Regions from separate parts of the Gossypium arboreum genome. Here region 2 is linked to region 1. The links are chromatin contacts, called in public Hi-C maps. All regions are on one chromosome and are shown on one strand. The core of a region is the stretch at or near the end of the contact, and the rest is flanking DNA. Distances in the headings are between cores, read along the strand shown. Region 1 has its middle 11 kb from the start of LOC108482050. Region 2 has its middle 68 kb from the start of LOC128295261.

What was found. A called contact is a pair of places that touch in the nucleus more often than the background predicts.
Region 2: a Hi-C map of leaf shows a contact between it and region 1, with 2.5 times the contacts expected there. The contact joins two enhancer-like sites. A contact is called at or near these places in 2 of 5 Hi-C or Micro-C datasets (both in leaf).

What each region holds. Positions count from the first base shown.
Region 1 is chr7:78,988,286-78,993,649 of ASM2569848v2, reverse strand. No RefSeq gene overlaps it. Among protein-coding and RNA genes, the nearest start is that of LOC108482050, 11 kb to the right of the region's middle. Within about 2 kb of position 2,924, at least 2 of the 2 cell types and tissues checked have an H3K27ac peak or open chromatin away from gene starts, as enhancers often do. A contact at or near this core is called in leaf, where this site is marked.
Region 2 is chr7:79,194,678-79,200,212 of ASM2569848v2, reverse strand. No RefSeq gene overlaps it. Among protein-coding and RNA genes, the nearest start is that of LOC128295261, 68 kb to the right of the region's middle. Within about 2 kb of position 2,547, at least 2 of the 2 cell types and tissues checked have an H3K27ac peak or open chromatin away from gene starts, as enhancers often do. A contact at or near this core is called in leaf, where this site is marked.

The sequences.
Region 1 (5,364 bases), core at 1,675-4,174:
AGCCCACCAACTTACTATTTTATTCAATTAACTCTCAACTTTCCTTTAAAATTTGGGACTCTAATGAAAATCAAATTTGAAAAATGCCGTCAAATATAGTCCTAGTTTTAAAGGAATTGAGTGAGGGAGGGACCAAATTCAAAAGGTTGGAATCTTTTTATAGGAGTATGAACTTTGAACAAAGAAAATAGAAGGAATGAAAGAAACTATGAACTTACCTTGAATTCCAGATCGAATGTGATCAAAGAGTAAAATTAAGAATTCAACTTTTTCTTCTTGAATTCCAAATTGGATGAGATTGAAAAGTAATATTAGAGATAAGACTGAAGAGTAAAATTAGGAGTTCAATTTTTTTATTCTTTTTTACTTAGAATGAGGTGTTGAACTGAAGACATATGGATTTTTGTAAGGAATGAAATTTTATTAAAGGTAGTTTTGTACTTTTACCTTTTTCATATCAGTGGCACATTTCTCTATTGCTTATCCCCCAATTTAGATGGAAAATTATTTCATCAATGCTAAAGAAAACCCCTTTCTCTTCATTCTTCTTTCCTCTCTATTTTTTGTTGTACCAAGCACTCACTAAATCCAATTTCCTTCCACTTTTCTCTTCCCTCACTCTTTCTTCCCAGTTTTCTGCTAAACCAAGTAAAGCCTAAAAGTGAGTGTTTTAAACATCCATACATGAGTTTGGAGTTGAATTTCATACAATTACAAATTTACAATCACAATCTCAATCTCATATGCATATGTATGCATATGCATTTTTTTATTCTTTTCAATTCATTTATGAAAAAAATATTTGTATATATAAATCAATTTTGTAATAAATTTTTTTGATAAAATTAAGATATCTTTTATATCTATTTTATGTCCATAAAAATTATTTCTTTCGAAGTTTGTGATTATTCATTATAATAATGTCATTTTTAAAATTCAAAATTTAATCCATTTAAAATATTATTACACCTAACACTCATTGGTGAAATTGATTTTCATTTAAACGTGCACTTTTACTATCAAAACTTTACAATGACAATATATCTAAGGGCCTTCTAGTGACGGAATTTTTTGTCGGAAATAGCTAATACTCCGCTGTCTATTTCTGACGGAAAATCTGTCAAACAGTGAGTAAACTTCATCTAATCTAAATTTATTGGCCCTAAGACAGATATCATGAAAACCATGCATCTTTCTTTTTAAATATTTAACAATTATACGAACTATCCAACCAAAAAACAAGAGTAAAATGCACAAAGAAGTAATTAGATGGAGTTAACTAAAGATATAATATCTTATTTGACCCTTCAACTTTATAAATAAAATTAATTTAGCATTATATTTAATTTTTTTGTCTCTTTTGATCTTTAAATTTGTATTGTTTGTTAAACCACTCTAAAATGGATGGAAAAGTTAATATTAGTTCACTTTGCTGATGTGGCATATACATGAATTGCCACATGGATACCACATCAACAATTAATTAATTTTTTAGATTTTAAAATTTTAAAAATTTAAAATTATTAAAATTATTTTAAAAAATAAAATTACTAAATGTATAAAAATACATTTAATTTAGTAAATTATTTATTTATTAATGTGGCATACACGTAGACTACCATGTGGATGCATGTTAAAAAGTGAAAAGTCGTTAATTTTTCTATCGATTTTGGGGTGACTTGATAAATAATACAAATTTAAAGACTAAAAAAATAAATTAAATGAATGGCTAAAATAACTTTTTTTTTTATAAAGTTGAAGGATCAAATACGTTTAATGATCTTTCATCTATCTATCTATATTAGCACTATGCAATGGTGTGCAAATCAGTTGGATTGGAGTCGCTAAAATTGGAACTTGGTTTCCAATAACGCAAATAAGATGGGCTACCAATTATTCCAATTGTCGGCTATTTTAAGGCTATATATTGGCAAAGTTTGCCCCGTGAACATGACCTATCCCCTCATCAAATACAAAGGAACAAATGGAGATTTTGTCATTTACTTCATGGCCATACATGCATCTTTGCCATTCAATTCAATCACTCTGGTGCTTTGCGCCAAACACTTTTGGTCTCCCACTCTTCTGAAATAGAGAAAGGAAACAGCTTATAGGGTGGCCCTTAGCTTTCCTTCTTAACACAACAATAAGGTCCCGCTCCTCATATCTTGCCCTATATAGCTTGTAGTTATTGCTTTCTCTTCTTGCCTTTTCATGTGTGATTTGGGGCCTTTCTTTTGTTTTCTCTTCTCACCCTCCTTTCTTTACAAAATATATAAAGGTAATTGCCCAAAGTGCGTCTCTAACGAAAATATTATGGAAATTTCAATCTTTTAGTGGTTAAAATTTCAAAATTCATACTAAATAGTAATGATATTAATAAAGTTTTTGGTCAAATTTAAAATTATTTGTAAAAAATAATTTGAGCTTTTTTTTTCAATCATAGAGACTACAAATGATATTAATGATCTAGGACCATTTATCAAGAATAAACTCATTTTATGAATTTAGGATTGGTTAGATCAAGAAGATAGCTGTATATTACTATATAACACATGCTTTAATTACATTGGGAATATAGTAATTGTGTTGATACCGACGTCATTTTGTTCAAAACTAATAGGTGTGCACCATTTTTATCATGTCATCCCTGTAGTTGAAAAAACAAAGTATTTCCCAACCATTTTATTTGAAAGTTATCTAATTACTAGCACTTAAAACATATCACTCAACTATTGATATACAAACTCACGTAGATTAGGGTTGGTGAATTCAATTTAATAAATTACAACCTCTGCAACCACCTCGTTGGATATTGAAATATGAATATTTAAATAATATATAAATATGAAAGCTGTGGGCACGTGCTATGTTGGGTGCATGGCTGCATTGATTTTTATGGATTTAATTTGTCCAATGCTTCAACTCTGAGTATTGATCAAACCCCTGCCACCTATATTGTCGAAGTCGATATATCATAATTGACCCGTAGTAATAATACAAGATAATGCAAATGAAGACCCTACAAGAGAAGAATAATCTTTATGAATGAGAGAAGGTGCTCTCTTTTGTTTTTGACCCAGACCCTGCATTAGAACCTCCGGTTTCATTCTCTACTAATTACTATTTTGTTCTTCAACTTCTTTCCTTTAAACTTCAAAGTAACTTTAAAGTTTTACCTTTTAATTGCTACCTTAATGGGATCTCTAGACCATAACTAATGGGATTAGTTTATCTTTATTTTGCAAAGGAAAAACATATGCTTTTTGGTCGGTTCCTGAGGCCTTCAAAGCCACTTTAAATGTTGAAAATAAGGCGTTTGGGGGCCATGGAGTTGAGTTGAACATCTTCCTTTTCAACCTCGGTCGTTAGTTCTTTGGTATGTCATATCTTTTTAATACTCCATACTCCATACATCATCTCTTTCTCTATTATGGGATTGAGATTTTGACATGAATCTTTAAACCGTATTTAAAAATTTTAAAAATAAATAGGATAAGTGGCAAAATTTCAAACTCACTTGTGGAGTTAAAATTTTTCACTTCCTAACTCATACTGTACCAACAAGTGTTGGATGTAATGGTAAAGCACCTTACATTTTTAAGGGGAGACGCATGTCGAACTATAACACTCCTTATCTAGGATAAACTGATAACTCAAGCAAAGGATGTCACATTTGAACACTAAGCCACTTAAACTTGAAATTCAACCTTTTCATATAATATTTATCTTATTAGGGTCACTTGGGGGTAATTTAAACCATTTTCGATCATCCCCTACAATTCAGTTGCAAGCGAAGGTCGTTTGGAACCTTTTGAAGAAAAACAACTTAACTTGGAGAAGTTAGGGCAAGGGTATCGTTACTGTTGAAAAATTTTGGTTTAAAAATAATTTTCAATCACAGCGGAGAATTAAAATTTTGAAACCTGAGTTAGTTTGTGATATTTATAGTAATAAGTTTTTCCCAAAAAGTACTTGTGCTTTGTGTGAGACAGATCTTAGATGTTCCCAACTTTCAACCAAACAATCTTTTCTGCTATTCTCATACCACAAATTTCTTCGAGTGTGGGCTCGAACAAACACGAATCAAACATAGAATTAGAAACAATTTATCACTTTTAGTAGGAAAGTAATTCTCTCTCAATAGAAATCAGCAAAATCGTTATTCTAAGAAAATAGAATTTATACTTAGAAAATAAATTCTCTCTACTTTCTGCCAAAATAACAATATCTCAAAGTTATGTGAAACCTGTGTTGTAACTTGTGAAAATAACTCTAATATTATTATCTATTTATAGAGAAAGATAAGAGAATCCTGGTTGAATTAGTAAAATACAAATAATATTTATTTAATAGAAAAATCAGTTTCTAGTTAAGTAAACTATGGTTGTCATCCATCATATGTAATATAAGGGGAATTTGGGTCTCTCTTGTATTGGGTCTAATTATATATGCTTATTGGACTTTTAACGCACTTTATACTTTTATTCAACTCAATACATGTTTTTCTATTTCCAAAATAAATATTATTAATTAATTAATTTAATTAGATAAATTAATTTTTCCAATTAAATAACTTTCTCAATCCAATTCTAATTCCATTAAAGTCATGATAACTTTACCGTAAAAGAATTTATGATAAAATATATTTAATTTTCATATTTAACGGATTCACGATAACTAATTAATTTAATTCTATTTTCGAACTTCAGTTATTTAATTAAATAATAATTCACAAAATTTAAATTAATTATCAAGTCATTTCTATACTTAGTGAGAAAACACATTCATTTGAGAATGTGACCCATTTCTCTGACTTTATAAGTTTTATCTATTTTTGTTTATTTGGTTCTAGATGCAATATCTTTCTTGTTTTAACGAGCTAGCGGAGGGATCGATTGGAAATATATAATTAGGGCTCAAATGATTTATAATTAGATTCCAACTTTTCACTTATTAATTATAAACTCATTTAGTCACAAAGTTATTCCACTATAGTATCGTGACTAAGCTCTCTCTAATTACATACCATTAAGAAAGCTACTCAATCAACGTTCGTCCAGTGACCTTGTCATAAGTGTTATACTCTCATAGCGTATCCTTAATCTCTTTGGGATAAATTGTAGCACCCTCATAACCGACCCGATCCCTGGGTCAAGGTATAGAGATGTCACATTTATTATCAAAGCAACTACAATCACTCCAATTTGTTCATAAATTTTAAAACTGTGTTTTAACATAATTGAACTCCTTTGAAGTTATTCAAGTTATTTCTATGCTTTCCCTAATGTTTGGTTATAATCGGGGCTTATTCAAATCAAAACAGGATAAACAGGGTCAATGTCACGACATTGGCTTCAGATG
Region 2 (5,535 bases), core at 1,298-3,797, 210 kb before region 1:
ATGAGTTTCAAGGGAATTAAAAGTTTTATGTTTGAAGTTGAATATTTTAATTTGATACATATAATTTGTTATTAAAGTAGTTGAATTAGATTTCAAGTATACATGTAACTAATTAATTAAATGTTTATGATGAAAAAGTGGAAAGATGAATTTCACTGCTCATTAGAATTTCAAAATTTGTTCAAAGGTGGATTATTTATTTTATGATTAGTGAAAATTTTGATAACAAATTAATATTTTTGTTATATATATTTGAATATCCAAAGACAACCTGCATATTTGATGAAAATTATTTATTTTCCTATTAAGGTTATTAGCATTTATTTATGATAGTATATTGTAGTAGCCACCCAAAGAGAAACTAGGATATACTTAGATTGTTTGCATATTTGAATTCAATATTTGAGCATTTGTGTATATTTTTTTTCGCTTAATCAAATCAACAGCATACAAAGCTGAAGAAAATAAAAACAACCAGCACAAAGTCTGAGAACAAAAACAAATGCGCAGACACAACACAGTAATCAAAACCCCCCTACCACTCAACAAGTCCCAACCAACAAAACAGACAACCAACAGATAAAAACCTGCTCAAATACACCCCTAACAATCACAAAACAAACTGCTAAAAAACCCCTGCAAAATGCCTGCATCCAGACTGCACTCAGACGAAAACAAACACACTAATCACCACCATGCCTTAAACATGCCCTGCCTTTTCAGACCAGCAGCCGCCAACGCAGAAGCCATCACATTACCATGCTTTTCCACTTGAAACATTTTCAATGCTAGACACCCTTAAATCAATCTCCTTGGAAGATAGAAAATGGCGACCATGGTCTCAACCTTTGTCCTTGACCCAGCAGAACACCTCTATGGAGCGTTTTTAGAAATTAACGCAATAAAAGGTGAATTAATACTCTTTTCCAGTTTACCGGTATTAAAAAATTTTACCATCATCTCGAATAAATCCCCCAGCATTTTCTAAAAAAGCATAAATTAAAGCCATCCGGGCCCGGTGCCTTTTTTGCATCGCAGCTCCACACCACCTCCTTAATCTTCTCTATTGAGAAAGGCTTCTCCAATCTCGCAACATCAACATCCCTCAGCCTCTTAAAATTCAACTCCAAATCCATTCTCAATTTCCTCGAGGGACAGCTAAAATGCCTTCTAAAAAAAATTAAACAATTTCTCCTTCAAAGCCATTGGATCACTTATCCACATATTTCAATTTTCAATCCACACACTGTTTTTCTTTTCGCTTTGAACTTTATTGCTCTGTAGAAAAAAGCGGTGTTTGAGTCACCTTCTTTCAGCCATGACATTCACGATTTCTGCCTCCAAATGTACTCTTTGAATCTATTTATCATTCCCATTTCAAGATTCAAATTCTTTATTCCTCCAATTCCGTTTCTGACAGTTCTCTAACATCACTACAATCATCCAGACACCTGATTCTAACTTCAATCTCATTGAGCCTTCTCTCTAACGTAACTCTATCTTCCCCATTCCATTTTTTAAGAGCACCTTTGAGTTTCTTCAATTTCCCTGAAACCCTACCATTCGAATTACCCAACAAACCCCATTCGTTTCTGATAATACTCATACACTCATTGTTATGAACCCACGCATTAAAAAGCTTAAACAATCTTGGACCCATTCCACAGAACTGTACGATAATAAAATCGAGATGTGATCTGAAACAGAATGATTTAACCCCTGCTGTTGAATGACCTCGAACTTTTTGAACCAAACTTCATCTACCCAAAAACCAATCCAGTCTGCTCTTCTTATTCTCTGGGCCATACCAAGTGAATTTCCTCCTCAACAAAGGCAAATCTACCAATTTACATCTCTCTAAAGAGCTCAAAAAGTCCTTCGACCCTCTTAATAAACCTACACAATTACTTTTGTCACTTTTGTTCCTAATTGCATTAGAGTCTCCCCCAACAATCCAAAAATATGTGAACCTATCCCTAACCTCTAATATTTCTACCCAAAAAATTTTCTGCTCCAGCAACCCATTTGGCGTGTACACATTAATCAGAACCCCTTCCCACCCCTCACAACACCAATTCCTTTCCACCACAATTAAACGGTTAGTACAGTAAACCTTTCTCGTTATAAAACTTGATTTATCCCATATGGTAATAAGACCACCTGAACGTCCTACTTCAGCAACAAATCAGAATTCAAAATAATCTTCGCCCCATATTCTTCTAACTAAATCTCCTGACACTTTCTCAAGCTTAGTTTCTTGTAGAAAACACGCATTCACCCTATGAATTCTGACTAATCTATTAATCGCAACTATTTTACCATCAGAACCCAACCCCCTAATATTTCACGATACAATTTTCATTTTTCCCAATTAAAAACTCATCCACACAATCTTAGTACAGGAAAAAACTCACCTGATTGGCAAATGTGTACAGCTATACCCGACCTCCTTTACTGTTGCTCCTCAAGCCTCATAATTTCCTCGATAACATCTCTTTCTTCTCCCAGCACCCTAAGCCCCAATTTCTTCCCAACTTCCCAGGTCTGCTTCACCTCTCTAAGAATAACCTTTCTCCTGTTGCTTAATTCTGAATCGGACAAAGAGAGGTTAACCACTTTGTCTTCACTTCCTGGCTCTGCGCTGCTCTTGCCCTTTCTTCTATTTCGATCTCTTCTTTGAATTTCTTTGGAAGACAACACCCCGTCTTGAATGGCTTGCATTGACATAATTCTTTTATTAAACTGTCTCTTCTTCCTCTTACTTCTAATAGTGTTGTAAAATTCCTCTTCTACCTCTTGGCTTATGTCCCTATCCTTTGCTTCTGGAGTTGCTAAATTAAAATTATCAATCGGGAAAATCTGATCTTCGACAGGAAGAATTTCCCTGCCCGTAAGATGCCCTTCAAACCTAAGAGAGTCCAATCTTTCGTCAATATCTACTAGCCCAACTTGACCCTCCCTTTGACCCAAACCCAACACCAGGCCCATGTTGGCAACATCCTCATATGCCCGGTCCATTCCACTATTCGGCCTACTAACCCACACATCAACTTCGGCTAAAATTCCCACACTAACAGCACCAGTGACACCTTCAATTAATTCCTCTGACATCTTCTGACAAGCTTTACCTTCACTTACATTTTTTATGGCATTTTCTATTTACATTTTCGATGGCGTTTTCCATTATTGATTCCGACGAGACGATTCGAGTTCCATCCAGCCCCTTCTCCGGCTCTACGCCAAATGTTGGTTCTGATTCCAACACGCTCTCATCAACCACCGCCTGATTGCTAGGCTTCTTCAAAACATTATTTTTAATGTCCTCTGACCAACCTACCTCCCTTACACTCACTGGAAATCTAACGTCGCCCACTTCTAACAAAACCATCTCATCGATCTTTTTAACTTGCGAGATTGAAATAAGCATTTCCACTTTCTCAAAATTGTTTGTTCCTAACACGTTTTCACCTATCGACACTAAGTTACCCCACTTTCCAGCTATCCTCTTGAACATTTCATAGTTCCAACAGTGCATCGGAACCCCAGAAACTTCAATCCAAGTGATTCTCTCAAAAAACACTAGTATTTCTAACCATGGTACGATATTAATGAAGAACTCCTTCAAATACGACCACTCCCTCTGTTTCAAGATTTCAAGCAGTTCTTCGTCCTGAATCTCAATGAGAAAAAAATTCCCTTGAATTCTCTTCACACAAATATCACCAAAGGCCATTCGTGTAATTCTATCAGCTAAGCTCTTCAATTCGTAGAACAAAGCCACTTCTCCCACCAAACATTTTTTATATTTCCATAGCAGCTCATCCTCTACATGACATTGAACAACTCCCGCCATTTTCATACCCACCAGGCCCGAGCCAACACCTGAACTCCTTTCAACCAAGTTCAGTTTCCACAAGTCCTCTGTTTTTCCTTCGCCTTCCTTTCCTCTTCCCACATTATCCAACCCTTTTTTATTAGACTCTTCAGAATGCGATGAGTTTTGATGCTTTACAACCCTTCTCCAAATCATCCTATTACCTTTAAACCTAGCTTCCCTTACCCATATTCTACTCCCAAGGATCACGAAGCCATTCAATCTTGAAATCGTCTTACGTGCATCCGAATAGTTGGCATATCGTACAATCCGAATCTCATACCCTTTTGCTTTTTTTCTCCGGAATGAAAGTGTCTACCACCTTTCCATGATAACTGAAGAAAGCCCACAACCCTTTACAATGCATGGACGCCGGAATATTAGATACAAACATCGCTATCATAGCTCTCTCTCTATTATCTCGTTTGAACTTAAGGTGTAGAAAATTGCTTAGAGGAAGAGGAGCATTTGTGTATTATTTTACAACTATTTCTCTTCATTCGTAAGCTTCTTATGTTAATTTATTTAATGGATTAAACTTCTTTGAATTGAGTGAACAAGTCAAGTTCCATTTAGATGTTTTGGATCTTAATTTGACACTATTAGAAGATAAATATGTTGCTATTACAGAAGAGATGTTATATCATATAAAATGGGAATGATCAATCAAATTGAGGTTTTTTTTTTTTTTGTGAATGACTACTACCAACAATGTTAAGACCACAAATAGAAAGTGTGAAAGAATATCTTGTGTTTGTGGGATAACATTTCCAATTTGCGAATAAGTCACTCACTGGTACTTTAATGACACAACTCACAATCATGACGTATGATGGGTAGAAGGGAATGCAAGAACATATCATCAAGATGACTACTATTGCAGCAAGGCTAAAGACTTTAGGGATGATGGTGGATGACTCTTTTTTATTGCAGTTCATATTAAGCTCACCTCCGAGTTATGGGTTATTTCAAACTAACTATGACATTTTTAAAGATAAGTGGGATATTACTGATAGCCAGTAAGCTTGTTCAAGAGGAAGTAAGACTAAAGACTCAAGGAAGTCATTCCATCAATCTTGTGGGTCAAGGAGCTAGAAAAGGTCTTAAGGCAAAAACCAACAAGTTTAAGAAGAAGAAAAACTCGCCTATCAATGTTTCTAATGATGAGAAAAAGGAATGAATGGCAAATAAGTGTCACTTCTATAAGAAAATAGGACACAATAAAAAAGATTGCCATAAACATAAAGCTTAGTTCGAAAAGAAAGGTAATTTTTTTTATGTATGTTTTAGATTAAACTTAATTGAATTTCCTAATAATACTTGATGGTTTGATTCCGGTGCTACTATTATTATTTCCAACATGATGCATAGATTCTTTTCGATCCAAACCACAAACCCAACTAAAGATTTCCTATATATGAGGAACCATATAAAGGCTCTAATTGAATGCATAGGGACTTATCATTTGATCTTGGATACCGGTTATCAATTATACATATTTTAGACTCTTTATGTACCTTCAATTTCTAGGAAATTTATATCTATTTCAAAACTTGATGTTTCTAGGTTTAATGTTAAGTTTGGACATGGTTTTTTTCAGTTTCTTTAATAATAATGTTGTTTTAGGTTCATGAAACCTTATTGATGGTCTATATACATTG